2 separate regions of the Zea mays genome follow, and region 1 is linked to region 2. A link is a contact called in public Hi-C data. All regions are on one chromosome and are shown on one strand. Each heading gives the region's core, a stretch centred on a gene start, on an enhancer-like site or on the middle of the called end of the contact. The rest is flanking DNA. Distances are from core to core; before and after follow the strand shown. Region 1 holds the start of LOC100501706 (Endoglucanase 25). Region 2 holds the start of LOC103634608 (probable apyrase 1).

Region 1 (2,700 bases), core at 32-2,531, 190 kb after region 2:
TACTCAATGACGCTCCAGCTGAGGAGGGTCATGGAGAAGGCAGCTGGGAAATTGAATTTGACAGCGTCGCCAGCATCATAGTACCCGCCGACCAGGCTTCGCCGAACTGCAGGATCAGAAAGTCCGTCCTTCATGCAAGAGTTACCACGCCATGGTATATTGTTGTGCTTCGGAAGCTTCCCGGCTGCAGCAAATTGAACAAGGAAGATATCAACGAAATGTAACTTTTTTATTCGGAAATCACTTGTTCAAAATGCAGCTTAACCATCTAACTTGGATTTTCAGCTAAGAGCGCCTTAAATAAGTTTCAATAAAATCGCGCTGCAGGTTTCCTATAGCCTTTTCCCCTAAAAAAGCGCCCTAAATACCGTCTTTTGAACTGGCGTTCCAAATCACTTCACTAGAAAAATGATGAATTCAAAAAATGTTGATACTTCGCTGTCCACAAACCAGAAGAAACAGCACAGAAAACTGAACTGATATTTCCTATTCTATTAAAGAAAATTGTCTTAGAAATCAATCTTTGGCACGTAAGTTTCTCGAATCAGCTGAGACGGCCTCAGTATTTCTAAGTTCTAACGCATCGCCATCACAGACACATTAAAAAAACAATCTTTCCAACACTCCGCCCACGCAATGGCAAAACCACAGAAGAAACAGAGTTACTACTCACATCTCTGGCCATTGAAGAACATGAGCGCCTTGTGCAGCGCGACGGTGTAGTCGTCGGGCGGCGGCGGCGGGCGGTGGCGCCTGGGGATGGCCTTGGCGATCCCGGCCACGACCCCCGCGAATACGGCGGCGGCGAGGAGCACCCCGAGCGTCCAGACGAAGAGCTTGCGGCTGACGACGAGGCAACCGATGTCGACGTACTTCTTCTTCTTGCGGCCCGGGTCCCCGGGCCCCGCCAGCAGCCAGCTCTGCTGCGTCTCGTCGAGCGTCCGCGACAGCGCGCCCCGGTCGATGTCCAGGTTCCGGCTGCGGTCGTCGTCCGTGGCCGAGTCGTGGCATATCTCCAGCGGCCCGCCCCAGGGGTCCCTCCCGTACATGCTCATCTCGCCCCTCCCCGCCTAACTAAGACCCTGTCAACAAGGTACAGCCTCCCCTTCCTCCTCCTAAATGCCACCGCGCCGGTCGATGCCTCCTCGTGAGACGACGGGCGCAGCGCGATCTTCCGGCGGCGCTGGTGAGGGGGGATACCGGGATAGGCGAGCTGGAGCTGAGGCCTGGTGAAGTGGGATTTGCTGGGACTGGCCGACTGGGAGAGAGGGCGGCCCGAATGGTGGCGGTGGGAGGGAAGGTGGCGGTGGGACTAGGAGTGGGATAGGACGGATGTCTGCTGTACTTGGTTGCTGGCTTGTTTCGGAGAGATTTTGTAGTAGTGTACTCTAGTGTGGTGATGGCATGTTGGGTTCCTCGTCCGGGACGATCAGTGCACGTTTCGTGCTCACCTGTTTGGTGCCGAGTCTTTGTTTTATCGCTGTCAAGTATCTACAGGTGTTTCGACAGAGTTTTAGATGCTTCAGGATGGCCGACTATCCTGCATCACTTTTATTTGTTTATAAAAGCTGATCCTTCTTGAATGTCTGAGAATCTGAGTCGTTGGCTTCCTTCTTCAATAAATTACTGTGGTATTTTCTTACTTAGATAAAATAATACAATATTTTCTTAGTCAACCAGGCCCTAAATTATAAATTATTTCAAACTTATATAAATTATTATTATTATACTAAATAAGTATTATTAGATTCTAAGATATCTAAGATAAGCACGTTTAACCTAGAAATTCTTTCGAAATAGGTTTAAAAATGTGAATCTTATTGGTATAAATATTCTATTAATCCTATTAAATCTTAGGCTAGAATTTCCCACATGATCTAAGACAAAGGTAGGGTGGCCCTAACCCTAAACCCTTCTCTGCATTCCTTCTTTCAAACCTAGCATGCGCTACCTTAGTGACAATATCATCATGTCATTCTTTCCTTGCAAGGAAAATATAATAAGTTGGCCGTCTACAATAAAACAAGGTCACAAAATAATTATAGTCCAAATACTTATTAAACAGTCTAGCAATGAGGTTTTTATGAGATGTATTTGACTTTTTCCACCTCATGTCTTTGAATCCTAAACATACTACACATTTGTACTTGGATGTATCAGGTGAAGTGGTTCTCATTCCCATGCTTGACGACGTTTCTCTTTGGGGGACTTAATGATATTGTCGACAAGTTGAGATCCATACTTTAACTTTTATTGTGTTACTTATTTTTGTCTAATTGTATTCTCGTATTCATGTCTAAAATTTATCCACTCAATCACATTTCTACTATTGTGTTAAAAATAGTCATTACATGCCACAATATCAAATTGAAGTTTTTCTTAGATGATATAATCAATCTCATCATACTCAACCATATGACCACACCAATGCCCTATTCCTAGTTTAAAATGAACTAGACCATAGTGGGCTTCAACACCGTATTTGCACAATACTAAAAGGCTATGATATGGTCAGTCTCTTTCTCCTTTTGTTTTGGCATCTAGATAATGACACTTAGGTTGATACATCTACTCACTGAAATGCCACTTCATATATTGTGTTGTAAACGTTGACGAGTTATTAATTTTAGGCAGACAAATACAAGGTTTTTGAGAAACAAATATGTGCTTACTTCATTCTTGTTAGCACACTCAAACTCA
Region 2 (2,700 bases), core at 170-2,669:
GGCAAGGGCTCACCTCCAGTAATAAGCAGGTAGTGGTTGCTACGTGTGCAATTTATCATATCCTGATACAAAAGACAAAACCACATAGTAGCGTAACTTCATCAGCCAACATTCTTTTGGGCTTCTGGCTGTGAAAATTTTGATACGGTAGGTTTTTGTTCCAACAATTTATGGGAAACAAATATAAAGATCAACATTAAGTCGTGCAGTTTACCATTGTTAAACAGGCCCAAAGTGATTATATATGCAATACAGATTTCTGGATTCTTTTGCAAATTCTGCACAAAATATGTGCAGGACTATTTGGTTGTGAACTCTCAAGAGCCTCGCCAAAGTTTTGGAATAGCCAAAAAAACAAACAACAGCAACATTTAGGCAATACATGATATAACTGGATTTTCGTTGTTAGAGTGGCCAATTAGTGTTACTGAATTTGCAGTGCTATTAGTTTGGCTTGATATAGTAGAAGACCAAACAGGATGCATCAATAATCTCATTATGGGCTATGGCCACTCCAGGATACCTCTGCATCCGACCACAAAATGAACATATCCAGCCAACAAACGCACCACACCACAGCAGGTACAACTCAAACTAAATGGACAAGAGGAAAGCCTAAACCATTCACCTGTTTGAACAGCTCAATCTCCTTCCCTATGGGCACTAGATCCAGGTTTTCGTCGAAGCAATACACGTGCACGCGGCTCCCAGAGCTGCCGGCGTCAAATATGACCGCATACTTGTTCAGTCCGTCCTCGACGGCCCGGGGTCCCCACCTCCGACCACCAACGGCGAGGAGCACACCCCCTGAGGCGGAGGCCGGCGCGCGCGGCATGAGAAGGAGCACGAACGAGATGAGGAGTACCGGCGAGAGCAACACCATCAGCACCCGACGGTACCGGTGCACGCGGTCGGCCACCGCCTCCGTTTGCTGCTGCTGCCGTGCTCCGGCGCCCGAGTAGCGGCGCATCCTCGCGGCCACCACTGTGGCTGCCGCGGCATCCGCCGCGACATCGTCAGCGGGGAGCAGATCGGCTGCCGAGGGCGTACGGTAGCGGATGCGACCGTTGGTCGGCGATGGTTTCACCGCCTCCTGCTGCGGCGGCTCCAGCTTGTCGGTGCGTGCGGCCGCGTGCGGCGGCCTTATCGAGAGCGTGGCGGAGTGGGTGAACGGGTGGGCCTGCGACAGCACAGCTGCGCGGTAACGGGCCCGGAGCGCGAGATCTCTCCGGCACGGTCACGGCGACCTTTGGGGTTGATCACGTAGTGGCATTGCGATCGGGGTGGAGAGGGAGGAGCTGGTGGCGCATGAGCCAATTTGGCTCGATTCGGAGAAGTGGCTACGCGACTTTCGCCGTGGTCGCAACCGAGCCGCGTTGTGGAGGACAGCCGTCTGAGCCAGCGAGACGAATTGCATCACGCCGTCTGAGCCAGTAGTATGAAGAAGTAAATGCAAGTTAGTGCTAAAAATTTACAAATCAACACAAAGATAAGTGTTGACACGATAATTTTCCTAACGGAAATGAATGGTGGCGTACAAAAGTTAGGGTGAATTGGGTAATCTAATTTCTCTCTAAACTATAGCTTCTATTTTTTCACCTAGTTAAAATACATGCAATAAATAAATTATCATATGTGTAATTATTGTTTTGACTAAATGTTGTTATTTCTACCATAAAGAATTATACATGTTTATAACTAAGCTAAAAGAATAAAGCATATGACCAAAGTAACATAATATAAATATGGAATCTTGAAGTGTGATAGGAATATAAACTCCTACTGATATACATGTATTTTTAAGAAGTGTGCAAGCTTTCCCTCGATACTTGTTGGAGCCCCATAAAAGGGAATGCTCACACAAGGTCAAACCTTCTAGTCAGATGACTTCATGAATCGCATCAGACCTTCTTCACACGTAATTGGTGCTCCGGTTATGGCCTCTTCTAGATGCTCCATGTTGTCTCCATTGTTGAGTTTCCTGCCGAAATGTTGTAGTTATTGTTTCCTCCAGTATATAGTAGTGGTCACACCACAAACACAGATGGTGTAATCTCGCAAGACTTACAATCCCTCTTATACAATTATTACAATAACGTGCACAAGCATCAAGGGGTAAGACTTGTGTCTAACCTCACTTCTAATTACTAGAACTAAACCTATAGCAAATGCTAATGGCAGTGATCTAACGTCTAGAGATATTGTATTTGAGTCTCAACTCAATTGATGTCTTCCTTATCTTCCACACTCCTTAAATGGTCAGTTGGGAGGGTATATATAGCTTCTAAGACCAAGACTAGCCATAAAAAATGTCGCTCATCTCAAACAGTTCGATGGCCTACTGTTGGACCAAATCTCATGATCTGACACCTCAAATTATGTCACGTGTCTAGACATTTTATTCTAGTTGTTGCAGCCCAATAGCTAGTTATACATTGATCCGATGTAGTATAGTTTGGTGCTCGTTGAACTATAATCTCCACGGTCTAACACCCTATAGTTAGATCCCCAAGAACTTCTAGGTACTGTCATACTAGTTCGAAGACCTCAATCATACTACAGTCTAGGGTTCAATGCCTCTCTGTCCTTTACACTGACCAATGGACCCTCTAGTGAACAATGTCTCTATTTAGTTTGATGTTGTCTAGGCCAACGGTCCAACGATCGTGTCTGATGCCCTACCTTTAGCCAATTCAGTTT

Evidence for each region. A called contact is a pair of places that touch in the nucleus more often than the background predicts.
Region 1: a contact with region 2 is called in a Hi-C map of leaf, with 5 times the contacts expected there. The contact joins the promoter of LOC100501706 here to the promoter of LOC103634608 in region 2. A contact is called at or near these places in 2 of 25 Hi-C or Micro-C datasets (leaf and tassel).

The regions. Positions count from the first base shown.
Region 1 is chr1:54,270,718-54,273,417 of Zm-B73-REFERENCE-NAM-5.0, forward strand. It overlaps LOC100501706 (Endoglucanase 25), which reads right to left and starts at 1,282. Exons shown (of 6, transcript NM_001196379.1): 1 at 674-1,282; 2 at 1-184. The coding sequence starts at 1,055.
Region 2 is chr1:54,083,358-54,086,057 of Zm-B73-REFERENCE-NAM-5.0, forward strand. It overlaps LOC103634608 (probable apyrase 1), which reads right to left and starts at 1,420. Exons shown (of 11, transcript XR_556803.4): 1 at 629-1,420.